Linked DNA regions of Zea mays: all the other regions are linked to region 2. The links are chromatin contacts, called in public Hi-C maps. All regions are on one chromosome and are shown on one strand. Each heading gives the region's core, a stretch centred on a gene start, on an enhancer-like site or on the middle of the called end of the contact. The rest is flanking DNA. Distances are from core to core; before and after follow the strand shown. Region 1 holds the start of LOC100272661. Region 2 holds the start of LOC100282217 (SLL2). Region 3 holds the start of LOC100216661.

Region 1 (4,219 bases), core at 1,640-4,139, 160 kb before region 2:
AAGAAAACTGTGGCAGTCGAAGCTGCACAGAATGAAGATGGCCCGTGCGGCACGGCCAGCGAGGCGACGGCCATGACCAGTGCGAGGGCAGGGCGAGCAGATACGTAAAAATCCAGAAAAGCAAGTTTATCTACCGAGGCTTCAAATACAAGAAAAAAACGAAGAAAATACATGAAATGTCATTGTAATCAAATGAAAGATAATCCGAGTTCTGTTTTTACCAGATAAATTATTCCGTTGCACTATAGAGTATTAGTGATCTAATTACTTAAACATTTCAGATAATCATGCTTCATTGTTAACTCAGTATTATCAAATTCTCAAAACCAACATAATTGGTAGAATGGCCACAGTATCTTCTAACGTTTCATAGCCCAAATCAAAGAAATGCTATCAGCACAACAAATAACTGGGAACATCACGAATGAAGAATCAATCTTTCCGTCCTCTGGTGGATACCTTCAGTCTGCACTGCTACCTTCAAGGGCCCTCTGGTCATCTTTCAGTACTTGCCTCCTGTCATTAGGTTCTGCTGAGTTATTATGTCTTTCATGGTGGTGCCGATGGTGACGATGATGATGGTGGTGACGGTGATGATTCTTGTGATACCTTTTGCCATTTCTTATCTTCTCTGGTCCATCATCATCTCTATCATCTGATGACTCCTCCAAGGATTGGCTCCTGAGATGCTTATGGCTGTTGGAATCTGGCCGAGCATTCTCGTCACTTGATCTCAGACGCTTCCCATGTCTCAACCTGACCTTGTCCGAGCCATCATCAGAAGACTGATGGTGGCGTCTGCGGGGCTGAGAATGGTCCTTGGCAGATCTCCGCTCTTCCTCATCACTGTTGTCTTCAGAGTCTGACCTTGAAGAGTGTCTGTGATGCCTTCTTCTGTGCAAACGCTTCTTCTTTGTATGTTCTTCTTCAGACCCGCTTTCATATTCACGGTTGCTCTCATCACTTGAGTCTGAGCCCTTTTTGGACCTACGCTTGCCTCTCCTGGCATCATCAGAGTCAGAATGCTCATGCTTCTTGTTCCTTCTACGATCCTTCCTCCTCCGGTGTTTCCGATCAACATCGCTGTCATAGTCACTGTCAGAGTCCGAGGAAGAATCTCCTCTCCTCCTATGCTTTCTTGATTTTAGTTTTTTCGCCTTCGCTTCTGCATCAGCTTTGACGTTAACTGCTGCTTCTAGCTTCTGCTGCCACTTTAGTGGGGCTTCTTTCTTCTCGAGGATCCTCCTTTTCTTCTCTTCGACCAGCTGCAGGAACTTTTTGGCATCCATCCCGACAAACCAGATAACACAAAACCTGTAGGGACATGAAATGATGCAAGGAAGTGCATCTCATAGAAGAGAGATAAAAACACTGTTAGTTTTTTGAACTTGTGAAATTATATAGCACAATAGTAGAGATGTAAATCTAATCAGATAGATTGAAAGCCTTCTACAATAAACTTCCATGTACAGGCATAACAAATGTGGTGAATTAATCCCTGGCATCAAATTACTTGGAGGCGCTTTGAGCTAGTTTAAGCCTCAAATGTAACCAAAGTATTCTCATATAATACCCACGCAGTTCATTTTTTGTTCAAGACAACTTTCTAAGAAGAGTGGCCAATCAATCATGTTCAAAGCTAGATGGCTTCTAAGATTTTAAGCTCATAAAACTATGTTAACAAAAGGGATCTCAAAGGTATCACAATTATAAGCAATATCCTAAAAATTACTTATGCGAGGACGATATGGTAGACCAAAATCAGTTGCCCTTGATAAATGAAAGATGACTCTTCATACAGCACGTGTTTAAACATGATTATGGTTATGAATCTGGGTGCAGCAAAAGAGACACATAGTTCCAATCAATTTAATTACCAACATCTTATATTTCGAAATGACAGTAATACAAGATTGGAACCAAGCTGTGGTTACATGTTTATAAAACCACACCGCACAAGCATGAAGGTTAAAGGCCTGTTTGAGATACTAGTTAGGGCTAAAAATTAGCTCAATTAGTTATGGTTGGCTAGGTCGTTAGCTAATAACTAGTTGAAGACTTGGCTAAAAAATATCTCAACTATTAGCTCTCATGTTGGATGTACTAGAGCTAAATTTTAGCTAGCTAGCAATTAGCCTTGGTATCCAAACAGACCCTAACACTAAGAGAAACTAAAGCTAATTGCAGTCGCCACCAAGAAACAAACACCGAGTATGCACGATTATACACTTCCTTACCTCGTCGTCCAAAATTGCGAAGTCTGGAGAAAGATCCTTCCCTCTTGTTCTTAGACCACAATTCACCTGCAATGGCAACAAAAGAAAACACAGTTGGAAAATATGAATTCGAGAAAAGCAATTTAAAAGGGCCATTGTCCACTAAGAGAAACACATCCGTGCATAGAGGCAATAGAGCATACTCAAATCCCAGCCACATCCAATTCCTATAACTTGCACATCACACAACAGAGAGCTCACAAAACTCGAAGCCAGCACACCCGAGAATTCTCGAAAATATCACAGATCTGAAAAATAGCCGAGAACCACCGTCACCCCCAAACCCTAACTGCGCTTTACGACATTTAACCCCTGCAGCTCACAGATCTGGCTCCACTCACCCCGATCTGGAACCCAAACGCGCTACCATCATAGCATCATATACTTTCAAAATTCAACGATTTCTTCATGCGGGAGGAAACTCAAAACAAACATCGTCGATTTTTGTCAGCAAAAGATTTGGAGAAAACGCAAAATAAGCGGGCAAAAACGGGACTCACCGGCTCGACGAAGCGCAAGTATAGGCGGCGAAGGCTCGTGCGTGAAGGCCGCCGCCGCCGCCTAGTCGTAGACTGAGAGAAGCGAAAGGGTCCTTGGCTTGGGCCAAGGCCGACAATTTTATAAGACAGCAGGTGCACATACATCTAGACCGACGTAAACAAACATACAGGTCATTAGATGGATTATGTAATTTAAGATATCTAAATTATAATAATCCATAAATATGTTAATATATGCTTATATAATCCATATACTAGATTATATAATCAGAGAAAACAAACAAGTCTCTAAGAGCATCTCCAACAATGCCTCAAATTAGTGTCTCAAATTGAAATATGGGGCTCTACACAGGAAAAACTACTCCAACAGTGTCCTATTTCATAAATTTTTGTCAAAAAACTATGGGGCACCCTCTCAAGTGACTCAAATATACTACACCGTAGTGGGCTGCCCTATAATCTAGATTTGAGGCTTTACTGTTGGAGCGAGGTGTTTTGTTGGTGCCCTAAATTCTATAAAATATACTTATTTTCAAATTATAGGGCATTTTTATAGGTCACGTTGTTGGAGATGCTCTAATTACGATGTTAACTACCTTGTGACGTCATTGTCTCACTAGCAGCGTCCCTGTAGTTTGAGAGAGGGAAAATTGGATGTGTTAGATATATACCACTAAAAATTTTAATCTTTGACGTGTACCATCAAAAGATTGCAAAATTATTTGTTTGTAACATTTCGTCGACTTCCGTTAGAAAAATATTTTCTTATACCAATACAAGATTTACGAAATAGTACAGTTTTAGCCCTTAAATTCACCAAACAACTTGTTTTATCCTCACGCAAGAACATCACGGACCCACGCATGTAAGCAACTGTTATAAATTAGACATTATCAGTTTTAATTTAATCTAGAAGAATAGTGTAATATATGTGATAACATGTATGTTCACATGTGTACCACTATTCTCATAAGCACTAAACAGAAATGTAACATGCACAAATACATAAAATATGAAGTGTTCAAGACATCAGTGACTCTATTCACACGAGACATCTCGTGTATATGTTCAATGTAGGCATGTGTACACAGTGCAATCCCTTGAACGGCGTCGACGACGAAGAACCGGATGTAGACGAAGCGGCGCTGGTCGAGCGGATGAAGCCAGCAGCGCACACTGTGCAAGTGTACATCAACGAATGGCGAATTCGAAGGCCTTCCCTCCCACTCTCTGTGCTCAACCTAAGGTGGGACGACAGACAAAATTCACAACCGTTTGAAAAGAATATTCGGACTAAATCCGATCTACCACGAGCCATGGCCGCGCGCGTGTGTCAGTCCTTCATCCATTTCAACTTCTAAGTAGATACACCAATGGTCCATCTATTTAAATTGATTGATTTGTCTTTTAAACTTCCAATATGGTACTAAACTATTAGTATAA
Region 2 (3,898 bases), core at 46-2,545:
TCCATTGCGTCAATGTGGTCTCAGAAACGACTTAATGCTTGCAAGAGCCAAGAACGTCGTGTCATGCTTGGGTCGTAGCCTCGGCCCGTAGTACTGGCCCGACCCGACATGATTATTTTTTTATTTTACAAAATAATGTATATACCTATATACAATTTATAGTCAATATTAAAAATAAATATATTATACAGAGAGCGATTAGAAGAGAGTTCACGACGATTGACTGAATGAACAAAAATTATAAAATGACATAATTCCATCATACATAGACCAAATAAGAGAGTTTGTGAGATCAAGTTTATAAAATAAGTCCCATGAAGTCAAACTTATAAAAAAGATAGATCAAAATATAGAGTGATTGCTAAAGTCAGGCATCAATAAAAACTGAATGCGCTCCATATAAATTATGCCACTTCGTAGCAATTACAAACGTTTAAAACCAACAAATAACCTTTCATTTTGCTGTTAGTGTGACAAATCATTGCTGCTCTATCTAATTCAGCAATCTCAAACACCATGTAGTCCATTGCGCCAATGTGGTCTCAGAAACGACCTAATGCTTGCAAGAGCCAAGAATATTGTGTCATGCTTGGGTCGTAGCCTCGGCCCGTAGTACTGGCCCGGCCCGACACGATTATTTTTTTATTTTACAAAATAACGTATATACCTATATACAATTTATAGTCAATATTAACAATATTTTAGCGTGATGTTCTACTGGTTAGACAGTTTCACCCAGTGTTTCTTCCATCAGGGCATGAGTTCGAACCCCACCTCCTGCACCATTTTTTTAATATTTTATGCTGATTTAATTAAATGGATCGAAGGGCTGGCCCGACACAGTTAGCAGGCTGGCATGATGTGCCTGTGCCATAGTTGTGGCCCGCGTGCATCTAACCCGTGTCGGGCGTCCTTACGCTGATTTAATTAAATGGATCGACGGGCTAATGGGCTGGCCCGACACAGTTAGCAGGCCGGTATGATGTGCATGTGTCATAGTTGTGGCCCGCGTGCATATAGCCCGTGTCGGACATCGTTTGACATCTATAGACGTGCAACAGATTAATTTGAAATAGCTGTGAGGGGTTATTTGTAAAAAAATGACGCAGGACGACCGTTGAAACTGATGCTTTAATTATAGTATAGATATAGAAAAACGGGCCAGTCCGGGCGGCTCGGCCTTCGACCCAATCTGGCGCGCACCACAGTTTCTACCCTTCAAACTGATTTGTGGTCCTGTTCTTTTGTGGCCCCATGTTTCAGTACAATAAGCTCCAACCGTCCAAGGTGAAGGTCTTGCTCCCAGTACCCCCCGTGCCACCCCAACGAAGCGAGACACCAACACGTAGGCCAACCCCTCCGCTGAGTCGCTGACCGCCTCGCACCCGTCGTTCCCCTCCTTCCGGCACAACCAGCACGCGAGCGGCACGAGAAGACTAGGGTTCCGGCGAGGCGACGGCGAGAACCATGGCAGGGATTCGATGGCCGCCAGAGGACCCGGAGATCTTCCCTTCCAGGATGGTCAGCGGCGGGGCTTGGGTCCCCGTCGCGCCCCCAGGAGAGATGGCGTCGGACGACGACCGGTCGGTGGCCGCGGACTCGTGGTCGATCAAGAGCGACTACGGCAGCACCCTCGACGACGATCAGCGTTACTCCGACACCGCCGAGGTCCTCCTAGCCTCCTCCTCCGCCTCCTCTGCGGCCGCGCCCTCCGCAACGGTTGCCGTCCACCCCTCCTCCGACTTCAGGTGATCTGATTCTACTCCATTTTTTGTTCCTGTGCCCCAAAATGAGCGACCATCTGTGATCTGATTCCTAGCTTTGGGGAAACGAAGGCATCGATTCTCTTCCCCCTTGATTAAGCTTAATTTGGTCCAATGATCTGTCGGTTATTGCATTTTGGTCCAAAATGGACTGAGAGTGGCAAAATAGCAATAAATTTTTCTATTTTGTATGGGCCTAGTGTATTCAAGTTATCTTTGCTGTGGATCTTTAACAGCTTCGACAAGGATGTCCATGACTCCAGCTACGTTGAACCTCCCTTGCTGGGCTTGCAGAATTTTCAGGATGGTGCTTACGCTGAGGATCTTGCAAATTTCCATGAACGCAGCCACGCTGATGACTGGTATTATTCTTCAAGCTATTGTATTAGCATCTAAAGAAGTTTTGGATATAAACAATAACCTAGGGTGGCAGCCTTTTTTGCCTGGATGATGAATGTTCTGCCCCAATGTCTTTTATAACCAAACCTGGTGTAACCTTTGCTTATATGAGTGATCAGGGGCATTATTTCAGCAAGAATGTACAAACTTTTTACAGTTGCCATGCCATTAGCGTTTGGCATTATGGTACCTTTTTGAAAGCACCTTTTCTTAGATCCTATAATGTTTGTATTTAGCTCAAAGCATTTAGATCCGTACCAGGAAAAAAAACTGGAAGCAGTAAATATTCCCGTAAAAAAAACTGTATTCCACAGCTGCCGTGTAGCGCATCACAACATTTTGCAACCACAAACTGGCCTTTAGACCTCACATTCCAAGGGAATTTATTTCAGGATGGGAATAATAAACCTTATGTTTTAAACTTTACCATCTCTGCTTCTAGTTTTTCAGGAAATATGATGACCATTATCTTTTATTTGAGGCTTGGTTGTTATAAACCATGTTCACCTCGCTAGTTAAATATGAGATTGAAATATGCAGAGTAGTTTTTCTTTTCTCGCTTTTATCGGATTACTGATTTGGGTTTTGGGCGAACAGCTGTTTGCATCAATTTTCCCTTTCAAGGGCGTACCCAGTGCCGTAGGCTTAGCGAAAAAAGAAATGATGCAAATTTAATTGTATTCCCCCTTCGTTTTATGCATTTAATGCTTATATTGTTGCTGACCAACACCTGTGTGGGTTTGCAGGTTTGGCACTGATATCATGGATATCCGCGTAGGTTGGACCAAAAATTTGTGCTCAAGTAGAGATTTACCCAGCTGCAGCGTACTTGACATTGGGACTGGGAGTGGCAGACTCTTGCAGCAGCTTGCGAAGCAGGGGTATGCTAAGGAAATGTTAAGCTTTATTTTTTGCATTGTTAATGCCAGTACTGACCTGTCAATTTACAATATACAGGTTTTCTGATCTGACTGGGATTGACTATAGTGAAAGTGCAATTGAGCTTGCTCGTAGCCTTGCAATCGGTGATGGGTTTGAGCACATTAATTTCTTGGTGAGTCAGCCGCTGAAGCATATATTATAATTTGTAGATTCACCTCGACATGCATGCCCACATTTGCTGTCCTTGCCCTTCACTTTATAACATATCCCCAATGGTTCTCGTTGTATCTTAGGTGCAAAACTAGCCTTAATATTATAAGAGCAGAAAAGAATTATTTGAGTTTATAGGAATGGTCCTTTTGCAGGTTGATGATGTTTTGGAGTCGAAGTTGGAGAGAAGATTTGAACTTGTCATGGATGAAGGGACTCTTGATGCGATTGGGCTCCATCCTGATGGACCTGTGAAGAGGTAAATGCATGTGAAAATGTTGATGTGTTTTTTAGTCCTTGTGCAGTATTCACACTGGTGCTTACATGTTTTCAATTGCTGAAACTTTTTAATGCGGAAAGGAAGAGATGATTTGTTTGCACATGTCTAAGCCTCTAATTTATGTTCGCCTCCTGCATTTCAGAATGATGTATTGGCAGTCCGTTGATAGCTTGGTTTCCCGTGGTGGTATATTGGTCAGTTCTTCCATCCAAATTGGACCTGGAGTTCTCTTTTTCTTTATACATTTATTATGGCATAATTATGGAAGGCCAGTTTTACATTGACAGTGAAATTTGATGTATCCCTATTGTATCTATTTTGCTTTCACCTATTAGTAATGGCAGAAGTAGTATAGCATATGCCT
Region 3 (3,687 bases), core at 647-3,146, 200 kb before region 2:
CTCTCATAAATAATGTTTTTAGATAACATTCTCACAAATAAATGAATCTCTTTCAGTTTTGGCATCAAATTTCTTATTACTCCCTCCGTTCTTTTTTATTTGTCGTGTTTTAGTTCAAAAATGAACTAGCGGGTGACAAATATTCGAGAACGGGTGTAGTATTTTAAAAGGAATAATTTCTTAATAGCTGTGCACAACTCTAAAATATGTATTTTGAATCGCATGGACCATGGAGTATCACACAGTGATGATGTCAATAGATCAAGAGATAAGAAATGTTTCTGCAATCCTTGAGTAAGAACTAAGAAGTAAACTGGAATGGTATTTACTAAAAAGACATTCAAATGTATACGATCAATGATGCCGGTGGAGTGTAGATTTGGTACAAGCAAAGACAATGCATATAAGAAGTCTACAGGACTAACCTTTGAAATGTAGCTAGGCAAAGAACCTCCGCATAATATGGCTGCCTCCTCATAAGGAAAAACAGAAGCTAAGACCTGCAAAAAGGGTGAACACTTAAAAGACGACAGAATGGATGATGTGAACTTCAACATAGTCAGCTTGCTTATCCACCTTCGCTCCTTCTGAAATTAGTCTATTGGCCTCTCTTTCCAGTTCATTTTTCTTAACCGGTATTTGATCTGGAGGAATTATTCCCTTATACTCAACAAACGGTCTACAAAGAACAGAGGCACAAGAGAGCAAAACTGGTAAATGCTAAAATGAGATGAAATGCCAGCAGCTAGTAACAACTGGACCCAAATGCTATCCATACAAAGAGCAAAAGAATAAATGCATCAAAGGTAACCAATCATACCCATCAGGAAAATGATAGCCTTTCCCAGGCTCCAGATGAAAGAGGCCTACATTGTGAACACAGATGTCCAACAAATGGCCAGCAGAATGAAGCCTGGAGCATTACAGCGATAGCATAATGAGAAGTAAAGCTTAGACTTTCAGAAATAATGAAATGGTTACGAGCTGACAGAAACTGGTTGATGAAATTCTCAAACTGCTTATTACATTGAGTATCTATGAGCTGAATACATCACTACTTCTACAGGCATTCCCCGTGGAAATACTAGTATGGATCATCTGGCCAGGATGTCAGCTACGAATTAATGTTAGCTTCAAGCAACTTAACTAGTATGGACCATTCAGATCGCATCACCTTGAATTAAAGCTGCGTCGTTCTGCGTCGACCTGCAAGCTAACGGTTCCCCCCTCCTTAAATACAGTCCCACATCCTTGCTCCGTGCCCTCAAATCTTCCGTAGTGGAAAACCTGGGTGCAATCACAAAATGAGTGGGGCACGGAAAGTGGGAAAAAAAGAGGAAAATCAAAATCCCTGCGACAGCAGCATGGTTCATAGACAAGTTTGCAGCTTTTCGTGAGGGTAGCGAAACCCCCCCCGGATGCTCACCACTCCGTCTTTCGCCCGCACATCCTCAACAAGGAACCTGGCTCCGCCGGCGGAGATGACGCCCGTGTCCGCCGGTTGGCCGCCGCCCTGCGGGTGGAAGACCGTGGCGTCCAGCACCACCGCTACCCGGCCGCCCTCCTCCTGTGGACACCCGGAGCTTAGCTTAGGCCAATAGGCCGCCGCCCGCCGGTTCCAGCCTAGGGTTGCGCGCCTACGGAGGAGGGAAGAGAAAAAACCTGGTGGACGGAGAGAACGGTGGCGGATGAGTGGTGGAGTGCCCCCATATCATCGAAGTAGACGAGCCTGGTGGGGCCCACCGGCCTCGCCGGTGCAGCCTCCTGCGCCATTTTTTCCCGTGGAGGCGATGGTGGGAGACTTGGCAACGATCGATCGCCGCCGGCGGTGACGAGGAAGTTCGGCGGGTTGAGGGGTGAGGACCGGTCAGGCAGCAGCGCCAAGTGGTTCAAATCGAACGCGCAAGACGCTCGGATGTCTGAAGATTCTGAAGAGACGAACAAGGCCTGACAAGACAATATATAGGCCCGCGCCCCACCGTGACTACGTGCTGTTTACAGATTTTGATGGTCTCATGGCCAGGCTTGGTTTCGAGGTGCCTTCGTTCTTCGCCCAGCTTTCTGTTTGTCTCTGAACTTTCCTGGAGATAAAAAAAGGAATTCTGCAAGGTCGCCTAATTACGGGAGCAGGTTGGCTTTGACTGCCCATTGCCCACCCATAAACTGGGAATTTGGGAAAAGGTTAACGCATACGCTTCTGTAAAAAAAAATGCTAGTTTATTACCATGTGTCTGTTTCTCTCGCTTCTCGCTTGGTTCCGGAGGCGCCCAGAACATTACCGAACCTTCGAGGCTTCGATGAAACTTCCGTGAAACGAAACTATATCTCCTCAACAAGCAGTGGCGGAGGTTGAAACTTCGAACTTTGATGTTGCACCAAATAGAAACCTGTGCGAACAGTGCAGAGTTCAGAGAGCACTTGAGAAGAACTCGTATAATTGCGGGTCTACGTCCGATCCAACTCCTTTGGATTGTACACTTGAGGCAACTCGGTCAAGTTTTAAGTAAAAAATGCACGGTACGCTTCTCGAATGGTCAAACTTTAACTAGTTATACAGAAAGTGGCATCAATATTTATGTCTAAACATGTTTATATATGATAGTACATCTCGTGATCTATATTATAAAGCTTTTGCACATTTTGAACATTAGTATTTTTTTATACCCGTTATGAACATTAATACTCCTAGTCCTATGCTTTTGTGTGCATATTTAGTCAAATTTAAAAGAGTTTCACTCACTGATAAATGAGATGTATACTTATGGGATGGAAGGGGTACTAGTTAATTGCAAACATTATCAACCGTATACTACACAAACATAAGTGTATCATTTTAATATATTAACATAAAGATTGAGCACATATTAACTAAGGCTCCCTTTGGAATACAAGGATTTTAGAGCAATTATACATAAATTTCACATAAATCAGTTTATTTTCACAGGAAAAACACAGGAAGAGCCTAAAGCTAGATCGCTCGAGTCATCACGGATCAAAGAACACAACGGGTAACCAACACGTTCTCGCGAAGAATAGCGGCAAGAACCGGCAAAAAGAATAGTTATCGCGCTTATGTGATGAAGAACGATTAATTTTCGGTTAAACTAGAAAAAAATGTTGAAGCTCTCGTTGAGAGACATTCCATCGAGGCAATAATGTCATCTGGTTATACTAGGTCGGTTGACAAGTCTAGGGCACCATCTTGATTTCGGATCAAAGAGATAAACAACAATATGAGGGTTAGAAGGGCAAAAGAGAGACAGTAGATTAGTTTTCGTTTGATTATGTATTAGATTGCTCAGTCGGTCATAATCCTCTAATATATGTATAAATGGATACTTTTGTCCCATTAGAAAACCTTTTCAAGACGTTTTTCTCATGTTTTACCTGAGTTTGGAATGGTTATCATAGAAATCCAAATTCGAACAGTGTTTTTTTAGTTTAACGGAACTTCCAACGTCCTTCAGAGTTCTCACCTTTGTCGGAACTTCCGAAGTGGGGATAACCCTAGACATCCAACGTCGGAGTTGCAACTTGCAACCATTGTCGGAACTTCTGATCTACTATACAGATAACCTTTTATATCCAAATACTCCATCCGTCCCAAAATAGTATTCATTTTAGAGTGTTAATAGATTCATATAATATTTGATGTATGTGTTTTATATTTTTTAGATAATGGACACA

The links. Hi-C and Micro-C count contacts between places; a contact is called where the count stands out from the background.
Region 1: a Hi-C map of leaf shows a contact between it and region 2, with 6 times the contacts expected there. The contact joins the promoter of LOC100272661 here to the promoter of LOC100282217 in region 2. A contact is called at or near these places in 6 of 25 Hi-C or Micro-C datasets (bundle sheath, ear, leaf and 1 more) and 2 of 3 datasets of contacts at active chromatin or transcription factors (leaf and seedling).
Region 3: a Hi-C map of leaf shows a contact between it and region 2, with 8 times the contacts expected there. The contact joins the promoter of LOC100216661 here to the promoter of LOC100282217 in region 2. A contact is called at or near these places in 4 of 25 Hi-C or Micro-C datasets (ear, leaf, root tip and 1 more) and 1 of 3 datasets of contacts at active chromatin or transcription factors (seedling).

The regions. Positions count from the first base shown.
Region 1 is chr8:10,545,450-10,549,668 of Zm-B73-REFERENCE-NAM-5.0, forward strand. LOC100272661 reads right to left here and starts at 2,890. Exons shown (of 3, transcript NM_001156443.2): 1 at 2,777-2,890; 2 at 2,238-2,303; 3 at 276-1,314. The coding sequence starts at 1,289. The coding sequence ends at 462.
Region 2 is chr8:10,711,077-10,714,974 of Zm-B73-REFERENCE-NAM-5.0, forward strand. It overlaps LOC100282217 (SLL2), which reads left to right and starts at 1,296. Exons shown (of 7, transcript NM_001366185.1): 1 at 1,296-1,748; 2 at 2,000-2,125; 3 at 2,909-3,043; 4 at 3,120-3,216; 5 at 3,410-3,513; 6 at 3,677-3,728. The coding sequence starts at 1,468.
Region 3 is chr8:10,511,461-10,515,147 of Zm-B73-REFERENCE-NAM-5.0, forward strand. LOC100216661 reads right to left here and starts at 1,897. Exons shown (of 4, transcript NM_001143072.1): 1 at 1,175-1,897; 2 at 426-913. The coding sequence starts at 557.